Regions from separate parts of the Mus musculus genome. Here all the other regions are linked to region 3. A link is a contact called in public Hi-C and promoter capture Hi-C data. All regions are on one chromosome and are shown on one strand. Each heading gives the region's core, a stretch centred on a gene start, on an enhancer-like site or on the middle of the called end of the contact. The rest is flanking DNA. Distances are from core to core; before and after follow the strand shown. Region 1 holds the start of Rpe (ribulose-5-phosphate-3-epimerase). Region 2 holds the start of Acadl (acyl-Coenzyme A dehydrogenase, long-chain). Region 3 holds the start of Atic (5-aminoimidazole-4-carboxamide ribonucleotide formyltransferase/IMP cyclohydrolase).

Region 1 (2,769 bases), core at 49-2,548, 4.9 Mb after region 3:
CAAAACAGCAGTGATGTTAAAAAGAATTAGTGTAACTGAGTGTGGGGACCCGTGCCCATAATCCCAGCATTTGGGAAGCTGAGGCAAGATTTTGAGTTTGAGGCCAGTTAAGATTTATACAGACCTTGTCTCAAAAAAACCAGAAAGAACAGCAAAACCTCCAACAAGAAACGAAACTGATGTAAATAACACATATTTGCCAATGTGACTGAGGGCAAACAGATTTTGCTTATTTGAAATAAATTTATTTTTCTATCTCACTCCCAAGGTCTTTTATAATTTTATGTAAACTTTCGGTGGGAAATGCTAGTCAAAAAGCCAAGAAGATTCAAGTTCCAAGTCTGTCACAATCTTCTGTAATCTTGAGCAAGTCCTCCAGCCTCCTTTGGGTCTAGGTTTGTTTCCTCACTTTAGAACCAACTTAGGAAACTTGTACCCTGATTCTGAGCATTATAACTACAGTGCTTAAAAATTACTTACAAAAAAACTGACCTCCCTGAAGAGCAGGGTGCCTGAAGAGAAAATAGACAGGAAAATCAGAATTCGAATGGGTTATTCGATACAACTAACAACTGCAGAGAATCTGTTACACGCCAGGCACTGGACTTGCTCGTTTCAAGTTCCCCAAGACGCGGAAGCGTTCTATGATCAATAATCCTTCCATTTTCCTCACACTGAACCCGAGTCCCAATCAAGGCTGAAGCGGCTTGCCTAAGACAAGTCGGCAAGTGGTCGAACTCCGGAAGCCCATCCAGGTGTCAAGCTGAGGCTGTCTGCCGGCTTTGTCGAGAACTAGTTAGTTATCTGAGTTCGATCGAGCAAGTCGCGCCTGTCCCGTTGGGCCTCAGTTTCTCTACGAGTTCACCAGAGGAAGATCCTGAACACTGGAGGTGGCTCCCGGGTCCTATCACCACAGGTTACGGGGTGGCGGGGAAAGGACCGGGCCCCAAAGTCAGCCAGGGCCGGCTCGGTGCCCTCGGCAGCGCGCTTGGCCAGGCAGCCCGTCGTCGCACAGGGGCGCCGTGCACCCAACAGGCGCTCGCTGAGGTGCAGCGACGCCGACCCGCGCGGCCAGCCCGCCCCGAGCCCCGCGGAGTTACCCGTCCATTACATCCAGGTGCAGGTAGTCGGCCCCCGAGTCCAGCATGCGCAGGCACTCGGCCCCCAGGTTGGCCAGGTCGCTGTTGAGGATGGACGGGCCGATCTTGCAGCCCGACGCCATGGTGCCGGTTCCCTAGAGCGAGTGAGCCCACGAGAGCCCGGGCCAGCCAAGACTCCGTCCCGATTGGGCGCGCCGCACTGGCTCCGCCCCCTCCCACCTCGCACTCTCTTCCGGACTCTGCCGGAAGCAGCTGCCCTGCGGCGAGGAAGTCCCGCCTCCTCCTGGGGGGGGGGCGTCAGCTGGCTGGCTAGGGGCGGAGCCAGGTGCAGAGCTTCTGCCTTCTGTCTTGGATTTCCAAGGATCTTCTGGCTTCTTTTCCTTTTGAAAGGGAAAATAGTTTATTGAGTACAATGTAAGAAGTTCTACGGGTTGATCAGCTAGACTACCACCTACAATGTAGGAAATTTGTTTTTATTTTTTTCTCTGTTTCATACACGTATAGCATATATTGTGATCATATTCAACCCCATTACCCTTTCTTACCCCAGCCACTCCTCCTGACCCCTTCTTCCCAATTAACTCCTCTCCTACTTAAATAACTTCACCTCACGTGTCTGTAGGTTTTGTGCAGGGAGCCACAGTTGCTTATGCAATCATTAATTGCAGCATTCCGTTGAACTTCCCCCACCCTCTGTCTCTTACAGTCCTCTCTTCTGAGATGTTCCTTAGTCAAGCTGCTGATAACTGGTGACTGCTGAGTACTCAGTGTAGGAATTTTTGCAGTAGCTGAAAGTATAACGTAAAAACAAAATTCTAGGCCTTTAGGCCCAGGCATGGGAATGTGACCTCTGTGACTTAATGATGCTAATCATAAAACAGATAGCGACATTCCTCCACCCACCCGCTTCCTGGGTTCAAAGAGTGTTCATTCAAAGAAAGTCACCCTGACCATTGCTATGCAAATGTGCTATTGTTAGGGGCTCTTAGAAACTGTCTTGAGAGATAACTGGAACAATTACCAGGTATTCCTTGTGACTCTTGTGACTTTGCACTTCCTTGGGACTCTTAACTGGTATCTTTGGTATTTTCCAACAAAGCCCTCCCCACTTCCTTGAGTTGTGGTTTCTTCCTTTAAATACCTCCTTACCCAGCTAATCGGTGTGCCACAGACCTCTACCCCTGCGTGGTGTATGACCGTGGGCCCGAGAGCCCTCTTGAATAAGTTTGCAGTAAGACCGTTTCTTGTGTGATTTGGGGTGTCGCCTCTCCTGAGTCAGAACGTGGGGGAGTCCTCACGTTGTGGGTCTTTCATAGCCAGTCTGATAGAGTTGCTATCCAGCCATAATTCTTGAAATGGATAAGTGGCGTAATGTCAAACGTATCCAGAGTCTGGGCCAGGAAAAAATGAAAAGGTACATGAAGATACACGTGGATAGAACAAGAGCAATTCCTAAAGAACAAGGATAGGGCTCTCATAGTTTTATTAAAAGCATGCTGGTAATTTAGATGCCATGGTTTCTGCAGGGGACACAGTTAGAAGACAATAGTCTTTAATATTCTGACTTGGGGATATACCAGCATTCCGGGTCATAATCCGGGCAGTGAAGTCAATTTGGCTTGCTGTCTTCCATATCTACATTTTGCTTTATTTTGAAAGATAGAAGATG
Region 2 (2,700 bases), core at 102-2,601, 4.7 Mb after region 3:
AAGGGGTTTGTGAAATCCTGGTTATTGTTCAACCTTTCATATCATTAGAATACAGCTGATCCTACACTTACAAGCTTGTTTCTTATATGTATGTGTAAGGCCTGAGTCCGATCCCCAGGAATAAGTGTACACACACACACACACACACACACACACACACACACACACACACTACTTGTTTGTTTTTATTTTATAAAAGGAAACAATAACTTCATGATAAACCAGATGAACAGGATCTTAAACAAACGTGCCTCCAGTTAGCCTTAGCAAGAATGCAACAGAGCAAGGACACACACCATTTGCATTAATTCTGCCACTAGGAAACCCGGGGAAAAAAAAAAAAAGACAAAACAAACAGCCCCACCCCCAACCAGATCAAGTTACTCCTAGAAAATAAACGACTCTTCTGAGCATTTGTAAACATAGCCCTAGGGAAGCAGAAAGACAGGTAGATCACTACCAAACCGGCTAGCCAAATCTATAAACTCCAGGTTCAGTGAGAAACCTGGAGGGCAATTGATGAAGACATCTGATAGGAACTTCTGGACTCCACATGAGTGCACGACAGACAGACGACACACATGAATGAAATGTAATCTAAAATTATTTTTTTAAATAAAAAAAGACTATGTTTTCCAGATTGTTGGTGCCGTGAAACCCTAAAGCTTTTCTTTGAAACATTTCTGTATGTCCTACTCAGTGGGCTGTCAGTAGTTGATTGCTAACACAAAATGTCTTTCACTTTCACTATTTCAGATTCCGTAACTGTTGTTATTAGAAAGGCCCCCTTGCCTCCTTAGAAATCGATGTAATGTACACATTCTTTAGAGTTCAAAACCTGTCAGGCATTTCCCATTACAAATCATCAAATCCATAAACCCAAATAATACATGTCCTTGAATTGAACCAAAACAACAACAAAAAAAGGAAACAACCATATGCGAGTTCAAGTACTATTGGAGAATTGAACCAATTGTTATTCCGTTATCAAATATACTTACTTATTTATTTTCAAAGAGTAGCTACAAACGTTTGCAAGGAAAAAAACAAAACCAAAACAAACAAAAAACCCAAACCAAATCAGCACAATCCTTTACAGTGAGTACTCATACATTTATCGACATTCAGAGAGCTTTCCGAAGTTAGAAAATTAACTCCATGCACCTTTCAGTGCGGGGGTGGGACGACTCTCCAGGGAACCCTCGCTCAGCCCTGCAGCCGGGAGGGGAGGGCGCACGGGGCGTCGCGCAGAGCCTGGCGCAGACCCCGCCCGAGCTGGCGGCACCGCCCTGCGGCCCGCAGTTGGCTGTCCCCGAGGCCCGCCCCACCGTCCCGCCGTCCGGCCGCCCCTCTGTCCGCCTGCCCCCGCCGCGGAGCCCGCCAGTCCCGTCCGCCGCCGTCCATCCCGCCATGGCTGCGCGCCTGCTCCTCCGCTCCCTGCGCGTCCTGAGCGCCCGCTCGGCGCCACGCCCGCTGCCCTCCGCCCGGTGAGTGCGGGTACAGCCTGGGGTACCGGCAGCCGGGGCGGCGGAGCTCTGGGGATGGGGTGTGACGCGCTACGGTCAAGCCGGGGCGACGCGGCCGGAGGAAGGGACCGGGCCTTCTCTCCGGAACCCGGGGCTGCCCGCTGTGGCGTGGAGAACTCGGGGTGTCCCCACCACGGTCCGCCGCGCCCCAAAAGGCAAGGCAACCCCTAATGCTCGCTCCAGGCCTGGGCCCCGCCCCACGTCCTACAGTGTCCCGTGAACTGACTTTGAAAGTGTTGTCCCAGCTTTAGCGGGAGCGATCACCCCCTGGGCGCTCTGCCACCGAGTAGTGCGACCTTTAGCCCAGTTGGAACGGAGACTGGGGACTGCCACCTGACAGTGAACTTGGGACTTGGTGTGCGGAGGCGGGGACCGGAAGACCAGAGCAACTTCAATCATCCCGACTCAGGCGTCCAGGCGTAGGCCCCATCTGATAAATTAGTTGTACACTTATTACTAAATCCTTAAACTAATTAAATGTAGAGGGATTAATGGGCAGCTCCCAAGAGCTTTAGAGACTTTTGGGGGTGTTTATACTGAGATCAAGTTTTACCTGTCTAAAAATCCATTCCTTGGATAAAGCAGACTGGAAGTGTAAAGCTTTGTTAATTATGGTGGCAGGACATTTAAATGAGCTAATTAGCACATTGTTGCGAAGTACAATACAGTGCTGTGGTAAAGCTTATCCATCCGGAGGAGACTTGGGAAAGTTCCGAGGACTTTAAGATAGGAATGCTTTTCTATTCTCCGGAGGAAGTGATGTTCTGACGCTCTTAAAATTAGAGCACCCTGAAGATGAACAGAGACACCTGCATCGGTGGCAAAGGACAGGCCAGCTGACTCATTGCTGGATGCTGCGAAAGGGTGTGTTCCTATTGTTCTAGCTTTTCTTATTTCTTTTTATGTTAATAATATTTCTGTATTTTTTTAATTAGAGAACCCCCCAAATGATCTTATTTTGATTCAAGTGTGGGAAGAAGCTCTGCCTTACAGAGGATTATTGGAGAATGGTCAGTGAGCCAGGAGCTATAGTTTTATCGTCACGGGTTTCTTAAAGGGTTATGAGTATAATGGCCAACGATCCAGTTGAAAGGCAGTCTGAGTCAGCATTTATGGAGCGAGGCCTAGGCTGAGCCCAAGAACGTTTACATCCAGCTGCCAGGGCCTGAGTGTG
Region 3 (2,980 bases), core at 278-2,777:
ACAAACAAAAACACTTACTCTTTAACAGGACATAGTTCTAATTTCTAAAAGATATCCATACTCCAACTCACTCAAGGAGGAAGAGGCAGGAGGATCACAAGTTCAAGGCCAGCCTGGGCAACCTACAGAGACCCTGGCTCTAAGTTTTAAAAGTTTCTGAAGCAAAGCATAAAAAATGAACTAGGGATACAGCTCAGGAGTGGACTGGACATTGGGGTCAGTCTTCCATACCACCAAAAGAATACGAGAAGGCGTAACGGGGCAAGCAAATACTGGGCAGTGGCGTGGAAATATGAATGACCATCTGAGAAACATTTAAACTAGGCGATAGACAATGCAAGAACTCCTCGTACTTCATCGTAAATGCCACAGCAACAATGGCCTACCCATACCAGCTCCACAGTAACTCAACTGCACCTCACAGGAGCCTACTTGTCTGCTGTCCCTGATGCTCCGGACTCCCATAAGTCACAAGAGAATCCACTGAAGACATTTACTAAGTAAAGGCATTCTTGCTGTCTGAAGCTGTCAAATGTACAGGGGTTATGTACTGCTTACACAAACAAGAGTTATGAAGAGGTGAATAATTTACCTCTATAGGGATTCTCCACAAACCAAGAGTTATAATGGCAATGAAAACAGCCAGGGAACTAAGGTCTTTTTCCTTTTCTACCTTCCAGACCTTCAGGGTCATCTCCTGACATCTCTTGTCAAACCCTTCCCACTGTTAGTCAGGAGATGAGTGTGATCGAGCCACTGGTACTTTCTGATGGGTGAGGCTATGAAGAGGGAGATACAGATCTTCAAAGATGTTACAGTCTAACTGTGCAACCAGTCAAAGCCAGGCCATGGAACCTGAACATTCGTGTTTATTCTGCATAACACATGGCCCTCCGAAGTTAATTTGTTTGCAAACAGTGGCTGGGTGCTAGGACTCTAAAACTCAAGGCTCCCTAGTTCTAACCTAACTTCTCCCTGTGTTTTGTCAGTTTTTTGCATGGCTTTCTGGTGAATATGGTCACAACGTTTTTCTCCCTTTAACGCTACCTACTGCCTTACCTGACTGCCAGGCCAGCATCCCTGATCGCTTTTGCCGTGCCTCCGGAAGCGACCAGACTCAAACCAAGAGACGCGAGACTTCTGGCAAATTCCACGAGGCCAGTTTTGTCAGACACACTGAACAGGGCTGAAAGAGAAGGCAGTTCTCATTACTCGCGGCTTCTGGCACCGAGATCTCCCGGGGAGGACTCCTGGGAAGGGGACTCATGCAACTGCAGGCCCAGGGCCCAGCACTGGGGACACCCAGCCTGCAGGCCGGGCCCGGGGCCTCCCCAGCTCGGCCAGCGGCATGAGTGGGTGGCGGGGATGGTGCAGGCAGGACCCCTATGATGCATCGCGAGGGCCTCACCAAGCTGAGACGGAGCCATGCTGCGTTGGGTCGCGGAGTCAAGGGACGGACAGGCCACGTGCGTAGGCAGGCAGGCCGGACCCCGCGGTTCAGGAAGCAGTGGGCAGGGCGTGTCGACCCCACGTGACCCCGAGGTCCCGCCCCTCCTCCAGTGAGCTGCAGCCTAGGGTGGAAGGCGCCGCTGGGCGGGGCGGCTGCTAACTCCGGAGCCTGGGATCTGTAGCCGCGGGCTTCCTCTTTCCGAACCCAGATCTGGGCGTGGGGACTCGCGGTTCGCGCGCATCTGGGGTGCTGCTGCTGAGGTCCCGGGAGGTGGGGCCGCGGCGGCTGGAGCACTGATTGGGGGAAACTAGCGAGAGGACTAAACAGACCCTGTCTGACGATGTCAGAAAGGATTAGAGAAGCCTTCTGCTATGGTCTCCCTTTTACAGGTCTGGGAGACCTACGCATGAAGTCATTGCCTCCACAGTTGAGAGCCCCAAAGAAGTAAAATGACCGTCATTTGAAGTTTTTCATACCACATTATAAAATGGCCTGGAATTTACATCAAGATCACCATGTGTAAAATGCTCTTTTCCTTCAAGCCCAGGTGGCAGGAGTAAAGGTTTCAAGACTTAAGTTATTAAAAATAGGAATAGCAAAATTGAGCTCATCTGCTTCTTTTTAATAAAAGTGACACCTTTGGCACAAAATAAACATATCTTGCTGTATACACAGCCCTATTTTTTTTTTTTTTCCGAGACAGGGTTTCTCTATGTATTCCTGGCTGTCCTGGAACTCACTCTGTAACCAGGCTGGCTTCGAACTCAGAAATCAGCCTGCCTCTGCCTCCCAAGTGCTGGGATTAAAGGCATGTGCCACCACTGCCCGGCTAACAGCCCTATTTTTAACATTAATGTTTAGAATTAATTTTTTGATTATGTTTTCTTTTGTAATGTTCTTTAATACAATTCCAAAAAAGAACTTAAAAATTCTATAAAGGAGCCTAAAATTGTACAATTCTATAGAAAGCTTAGCTTTTTATTTCCAGTCTAGTCTCCCAATCTGTGCAAAGTCCATTTTCCTATTATTTGGATGCTAGTCTGCTTCTTGTCTTTCCTCTCTAATAGTCCAATCTCTTTTTCCTTCTCCAAATATCTATTGATCAAATATCTATCTCATTTTTCTGACCTCAGAACGTGTTAACTCCTTGCTCTGAACACCTCTCATGTTTCTAAGGAAGATATATTAGGATCATGAGAGTGTCTTCAGGATGTGTTCACAACTTTCAATGTACAGAGGTGAACAAGGTTCAGAAAGATCATTGCAAGTTTGGAGCTAGTTTGGTCCACACTTTAAGTCCCATACCTGCCAAAGAAACAGCAAGACCTTGTCTCAAAAATGTTAAACAAACAACAAAAGGTGACAGATATTAGAATAATTAGTTCCACGCATATAAGATTGTAATCAGCCTTTAGTTAGCTACTATAAGAGGGTATGAAATAGTCAAAATTCAGGAAGAACAAGTGAGTGGCTCAGTGGGCAAAGGTGTTTCCAAGAAATATTTCTCTTTATCTTATCTTTAAAATTTTA

Evidence for each region. Promoter capture Hi-C pulls out the DNA fragments that hold promoters and counts their contacts. Hi-C and Micro-C count contacts between places; a contact is called where the count stands out from the background.
Region 1: a contact with region 3 is called in a Hi-C map of CD8 T cells, with 6 times the contacts expected there. The contact joins the promoter of Rpe here to the promoter of Atic in region 3.
Region 2: a promoter capture Hi-C map of liver shows a contact between it and region 3, with 1.9 times the contacts expected there. The contact joins the promoter of Acadl here to the promoter of Atic in region 3. A contact is called at or near these places in 2 of 39 promoter capture datasets (liver and pre-B cells).

What each region holds. Positions count from the first base shown.
Region 1 is chr1:66,699,360-66,702,128 of GRCm38.p6, reverse strand. Rpe (ribulose-5-phosphate-3-epimerase) reads right to left here and starts at 1,298. Exons shown (of 6, transcript NM_025683.3): 1 at 1,101-1,298. The coding sequence starts at 1,222.
Region 2 is chr1:66,861,960-66,864,659 of GRCm38.p6, reverse strand. Acadl (acyl-Coenzyme A dehydrogenase, long-chain) reads left to right here and starts at 1,351. Exons shown (of 11, transcript NM_007381.4): 1 at 1,351-1,487. The coding sequence starts at 1,411.
Region 3 is chr1:71,555,703-71,558,682 of GRCm38.p6, reverse strand. Atic (5-aminoimidazole-4-carboxamide ribonucleotide formyltransferase/IMP cyclohydrolase) reads right to left here and starts at 1,527. Exons shown (of 16, transcript NM_026195.3): 1 at 1,409-1,527; 2 at 1,060-1,186. The coding sequence starts at 1,427.